Linked DNA regions of Mus musculus: region 1 is linked to region 2. Evidence: chromatin contacts called from public promoter capture Hi-C data. All regions are on one chromosome and are shown on one strand. Each heading gives the region's core, a stretch centred on a gene start, on an enhancer-like site or on the middle of the called end of the contact. The rest is flanking DNA. Distances are from core to core; before and after follow the strand shown. Region 1 holds the start of Trmt13 (tRNA methyltransferase 13). Region 2 holds the start of Cdc14a (CDC14 cell division cycle 14A).

Evidence for each region. Capture Hi-C pulls out chosen DNA fragments and counts their contacts.
Region 1: a contact with region 2 is called in a promoter capture Hi-C map of liver. The contact joins the promoter of Trmt13 here to the promoter of Cdc14a in region 2. A contact is called at or near these places in 7 of 39 promoter capture datasets (the C10 cell line, cranial neural crest, embryonic stem cells and 4 more), 1 of 15 datasets of contacts at CTCF or cohesin (the NIH/3T3 cell line), 1 of 484 Hi-C or Micro-C datasets (pre-pro-B cells), 3 of 115 datasets of contacts at active chromatin or transcription factors (embryonic stem cells, pancreatic cancer cells and pro-B cells) and 3 of 9 other capture datasets (adipose tissue, liver and pancreatic islet).

What each region holds. Positions count from the first base shown.
Region 1 is chr3:116,612,982-116,616,013 of GRCm38.p6, forward strand. Trmt13 (tRNA methyltransferase 13) reads right to left here and starts at 1,606. Exons shown (of 12, transcript NM_030016.3): 1 at 778-1,606. It overlaps Sass6 (SAS-6 centriolar assembly protein), which reads left to right. Exons shown (of 17, transcript NM_028349.3): 8 at 925-1,116.
Region 2 is chr3:116,422,564-116,425,604 of GRCm38.p6, forward strand. Cdc14a (CDC14 cell division cycle 14A) reads right to left here and starts at 1,469. Exons shown (of 16, transcript NM_001080818.2): 1 at 874-1,469; 2 at 4-94. The coding sequence starts at 922. It overlaps Gm40125 (a long non-coding RNA gene), which reads left to right and starts at 1,688. Exons shown (of 3, transcript XR_867571.3): 1 at 1,688-2,120.

The DNA of each region.
Region 1 (3,032 bases), core at 356-2,855, 190 kb after region 2:
CTCCCGAGTGCAGAGACTCTTTCAAGATACTGAAGTATACAGAGGCTCAAATGTCCCTTATTCAAAGTGGCATACTATTTACATATAACTTGTGCACATCTATACTTTGGACCATCTCTAGGTTATTTACAATGTCCAATACTATAACTATATATATATGTTATACATATATATACTATATACAGTATATGTATGTATACTATATACATATATGTATGTGTGTGTATATATATGTGATGCAGACAGTTGTAGAGTGTTGTTTAGGGAATAATAGCAGAAAAATCTGTACATCACAATACAGATAAAACTACATGGTACAAGAGTGAGCCATTGGGTAAATGACACTCCAGCGATGAGTTCTGAGTGACTGAGATCTGTGGCACAGGGCTCTAGTGAGTGTAGCTGCATACTTCCCCTCCTCCTTTGAGACAGGGTCTCTGTGTAACCCTGGCTGTCCTGGAACTCAGATTCTCTGCCCTCTACCTTCCGAGTGCTAGGATTAAAGGAGTTTACCCGCATGCCTGGGCCCCCCTCTTTTTTTTTTTTTTTTTTTTATTTACATTTTTATTAAATAATATTTGTGACTGGGGATTTTATATATTTTTGCTCCCTCCAAGTAAGACTGTCTACTTGTACTCTGGTTAGGCTATTTTTTAAGACAGAGTATTGTGTAGCCCAGGCTGGCCTCAGTCTTGCTGTGTAGCAGGGAGTGACTTTGAAGTTCTGGTCCTTGGATCACACCTTCTCAGGGTTGGGAATTACCTTTGTTTACCTTACCTGCTCTTTCGTGAAATCTGTAATTAGACTTCTTCTAAGCAGGGAAATTGGAAAACGATGAAGAAATTAGGATGAAGAAATGATGTTTTGTTTTTTCTGATCTTTATACTTCTGCTCTTTCTCCTTTGACATACTGCTCTATAATAGACCCAAGTTCAGTGCCAACAGCAGCACGAGCAACAGAAAAAGGAACTGGAAACCCTCCATCAACGGAATATCCACCAGCTACAAAGCAGATTGTCCGAGTTAGAGGCAGCTAATAAAGAGCTCACCGAGAGGAAGTATAAAGGAGACTCGACTGTCCGAGAGCTAAAGGCGAAGCTGGCTGGCGTGGAAGAGGTATCCCGTGCTGGCTGCTGTTGCGGGCTCCCTCGGCTTTAGTGTGGCTACTGTGCTGCTCAGTGGCTGCTGTTCCCTTGGATGCTCTGCACAGAACTTCTGTCCCTACAGTGATCATCTCACTGCAGAGAAAACAGGGAGTGGCAAGTGTGATGACGGAGCTGGTTCAGGACAGCATGGAAACAGACTGGGTATTTTAGTGTGGAGTTGGAATATTCACGGGAGCAGCCCTCAGATCCTTTCAGTTCCTTTTAATATTACTGCAGTGTCTGTGTCTCACAGCGTTGGCAAGTGTAGTCCAGCAGCTCTATGAAGTGGAACGACCAGTGAGGATACTACTGCTAGACAGTAGCTGTTGCTTACTGAGCATGTGCGAGGTAACCACAGACACTGTGGAAGTGACTTCCAGAAATGAACCCCGTATTTAGGTGCCACCCTTAACCTCACTGCAGAGATGCTGAGGCTGCAACACAGAGTTCTGTTGTTACTCGCTTGCTCCAGCCAGGGAAAGAGAGGGGTGTAACCCGGCTGTTGTTTGCCTGTCTTTCTTTCCAGCACACAGAAATGTTTGTTTTGCCCTGCTGGGGTTTAACCCAGGGCCTTCTGCATACTTGGCAAGTGCTCTGCAGTGAGCTTCAAACCTTGCACATCAGAGAAATGTAAACAGTGTTGGTGTTTGCTACAGCACATCTGTGCGTGCCTTGGCACGAGTGATAGTCTCTATTAGTAGAAGTTATTTTCAGATTTATTTGTATGTATTTTGAGACAGGGTTTCCTGTGTCCCCGAGATTGGCTTCAGACTCCTGATCTCAAAGCGGCTTTGCCTTACTTAGTAGGTGGACCAGAGGCCTGTGCCGCCATTTCTGATTTTTGTTTGTTTGCTTTGTTTTTTGAGATAGAGTTTCTGTGTATTCCTGGAAGTCCTGGAACTCTGTAGACCAAGCTAGCTTTGAACTCAGAGATCTGCTTACCTCTAACTCCCAAGTGATGGGATTAAAGGTGTGTGGCACCATGCTTAGCTTGTTTCTGGTTGTTAAGGTCTTTGTGTTTAACAACAGAGATAATCAACATTCTGTTTCATTATAATGTTTAGACGCTAAAGCTCCACCCATTTTATGTGTAGATCCTTGAAACATTCTGCACCAACAATAGCTGTGTGTGTGGATTTCTATCCTATACCCTTCCTGTAGTAGTGCAGCATTTCTGACATCACACTTGGTACCTTAGTAGATCAATGGCTTCATTATAATGCTATATGATTTCTCCCATCTAAATCCCCAAACTAGCTAGTATATTAATAATCTTACTATGTTGTTTGTTTTTGTTTTGGGGATTTTTTTTGGTTTTGGTTTTTCCAGTGAGAGTTTTCTGTGTAGCCCTGGCTGCCCTGGAACTCTGTAGATAAGGCTGGCCTCAAACTCAGAGATTGTCCTTTATCTCTCTCTCTCTCTCTCTCTCTCTCTCTCTCTCTTGAGTGCAGGGATTAAAGGCTTGTGCTGCCACCACCACCTGGCAATTATGTTTTTATATAACCTCATTGTGGTAGTTATCTTTGTACCGGTGACAAAATATTACGTAAACAACTTAAGGGAGAGGCATTTATTTTGGCTCACCATTTCAGAAGCTTCATTTTGGCTGTGCATAGGATTCAGTGCCTTGGAGTTGGGACATGTGGTACTCATTTCACATGGACAGAAAGTGGTTAGGGGAACTGTGACAACACAGTGACATGCCAGGATACATCTCTTGAGGACATGTTTCCAGCGACTTGACTTCCTTTACTAAGCCCCACTTCCACATTTCCACAACCTCCCAATACAGTGCCTCCAGCTGAAGATCCAGCCTGCGGGGACATTTCCTGTTTAAGCTGTAACTTCACATCGTCTCTTCCAAGGTTTGCAGAGCACCCGTGGAGA
Region 2 (3,041 bases), core at 219-2,718:
TACTTTTCATAGACCAGCTCCTCGTCGATGGAGAAATAGTGGATATTTATTGTGCTTTTTGGTCTATTCCTTAAAGTAGCAAAATATAATCGATCTGAAAGACAAGTTTAAAAGACAGAACATGAGAAGCAGGGACGCGAGACTGAGAGTGCAGATCATGCACAAAGGATTAATAACTGCTACACATCGTTTAAAGACCTTTAACACGTGGGATTCTTGGAGAAACAGGATCTTCCAGAAAGCTACAGAGCCCCAAAAGCACATCTTGCTAAGAGGCTAGAAGACCCAGCAGGGGGCAGAGCATCTTCTGAGTTCCCTCACCCCCTGGTTGCGTGCGGGCGGGTGCAGACAGGAGCTGTGGGTACCCGCAAAACTGGAGACACAAGTTTGGTTCGGAAACCTTCAGACCTCAGCTGCGGTGGAATGGGAAAAGAGGCGAGCTTCTGCCGCTGCAGCTTAGCAGACTTCAAGAGGAAGGAAGGAAAGATAGGGGGGTGTGGTTGGGGGTAGGGGGTGTCCCAAAAACACGGGCCAGCCACCGAGGAAGTAGAGAGTTAGCGGATGGAGGATTAAAACCAGCAGGCTCCCCACCAAGATAGGTTTGCAGGAGGATCCCAAGCAGAGAAGCCTGCACTGTCCGGGTACGAGGAAGCTGCAGAGGGAGTGAGAACGCGAAAAAAGAAGCCGGAAGCAGGGGGTCCTCCGGGAGTTGAGTAGCGAGAAGGGGCCCGAGCGCCGAGCCGCAGTACTGAGGGACACAGGGCCCGAAAAGAAACCCAGCATAGAGGCTTGGGACAAAGGGGTGAGCCGTGAGGAGTTGGGGGGGGGGAGTGGCGTGGAAGGGCCGGAGGATGCCGGGTGGCTGCTCCTCACCTTTCATGAACTCGCAAGCCCCGATTAGTTCCCCAGACTCCGCTGCCATCTTAAGCGAGATCCGCACGGGGGAGGGCTGGGTCGTGGCCAGCTGAGGTCACCCGCCCCCGGGGGCTTCCCCACTGCCCAAGAGCTGGGAGCTCGCGGTCCCAATCACCGAGCCTGCCTGAGGGAGGAGGCAGTCGCCCAAGGCGGAGGCAGCTGCAGGGTCAGCGCGTGGGGCGCCCCGGGGACATTCCGTGGGGAACCGAACCCGCTGGGCGCGGGACGCACACGCCCCGGGCTGTAACCGCTGTGATCCGGACTCTGCGGCGGCGGCGGCTGCTGCTGCTTCTCGAGCTGCAGCTCCTCCTTCTCGCGCTGCACCGTCTCCACCAAACCTGGACGGCGCACACCAGCTCCCAAGGCCGGGCAAAGTCTTTCCCCGGCTCCCAAAGTGATCATGGAGGACAAGACGTTTGGCCCGGATCGCGCCCGTGGCCACTCGTGCGGCAGCGGGCAGGACTCCGGAGGTGTCCGCGGGGCTAGTAGCAGCTGCTCAGACTCCTCCTTCGCCACCTCCTTTCAGCAGCAACTCTTCCTCCCTCTCCTCCTCCTCCTCCTCTTAGGTCCGCCCCCAGACCTGCCTCCCCGCCCTCCCTCGTCCCCCTCCACTTTCACCACTCCGCGGCCATCCCTTAAAGGGACAGCTCGGCTCCTTTCTCTGAGCCGGCCTCGGGCCCCAGTTACCAGGCGCCCCGCGGGTCACTAGGAGCCAGTTGCTAAGGCTTTGTTGCCTTTCACCAATTGCTACACAGGAAACTTGGCCCTCTGCCTGGGTGGGGTGGGGGTGGGGTGGATGTCAGGCGGAGCCACAAACTTATGAATGAAAAAGGATGGGTAGAGAGGAGTGAATGCCTCCCAGGAAGCTGCGACTGCCTGGCGGGCTGAGATGCTGTCTCCACGTCTGCACCGGCTAGCTCTTCTTCCACACCAGATTTTTTTTTGTCTCTCAAGCTCTTTCCTGCTTCACTCAGTTTCTTCTAAACTCGCGCGCGCGCACACACACACACACACACACAGAGACACACACGCACGCGCGCGCAGACACACACATTGAAAAACCTCAGACCTTCTCCATGTCGGGTCGTACCGCTAGCTATCTTTCCACCAACCCCTATTCTCACCACTATCGGATCTGTGTCTTTATAACCAATTTTCAAAAGAAGCGATACCTCCTAGCTCCTGAGTACACGGACTGATGCCCTGTAAGTACTAGAGTCTGCTCTCACCTAGGCTTTGTTCTCAAGGGGGAAAAAAATTCCCGTCCAGTTCTCCAAGTCCTTTCATTTTGGCCACAGGTGTGAGCGCAAAATTACACCAGAAGTGTAAGGCTCTAGTCTCGGACTGTAGGCTATCCTAGGCGAAGGGAGAAGAGGGAAAAGGATCTCTTGTCCACAAGAGAAATGAACAGAAGATTTCTGTAGTCTTGGCTGGAGCGTTGCAAAGGAGTACAAAGGCTCCTCTCCAGGAGGCCCCGGACTTGTTCGGCAACGTTTTGATCCAGTTTGGAGAACTTTAATGCTGGGAGCCCTAGGGACGGAACTAGTGGCCAGCCCTTCCCTTACGAAAATGGCGCTACTGAACCACTATCACCAGAGCATGCGCTCTGAGTGGTTTCTCCTTGAAACGGGGATTTGTGCAAGCCTTTGAAAGCTCGCAGTTGCGTGTTGACCTCTAGGGAGAGAGGGGGCGCTCGAGCAAAGTGCCGGCTGAAGCAACTTGGAACACTGACTCCAGGGAGGCAATTCTTAGGCCATTCTTCTGCTCTGCCGGCTTTCCATAAAGCTAAACAAGCACAAAACTAAGTGGATACTACTTTGATATACTGGAAAGTTATTCAGAGCATCTCGGTAATTCTAGCCAAACACATCCTTGGTAAGGGAGTTAAAAAGACACCCTCTCCTTACATTCAAAAGTTAACCCCGAAAAAGAAACAGACTTTACAACTGTAAAAGTCCTGAAAGTTGTAATGAGCCTTGAACCCTTTTGAAGTGTATTACATATTCTAAGAGTCCTGAAAGCAAAGACCTCCCAAAAAGAAAAAGGGAGAAGGAGGAGGGGGAGTACACTTTAAAATAGCCAGGGGTTGGTGGCATATATCTTTAATTACAGCACCTGGGAGGCAG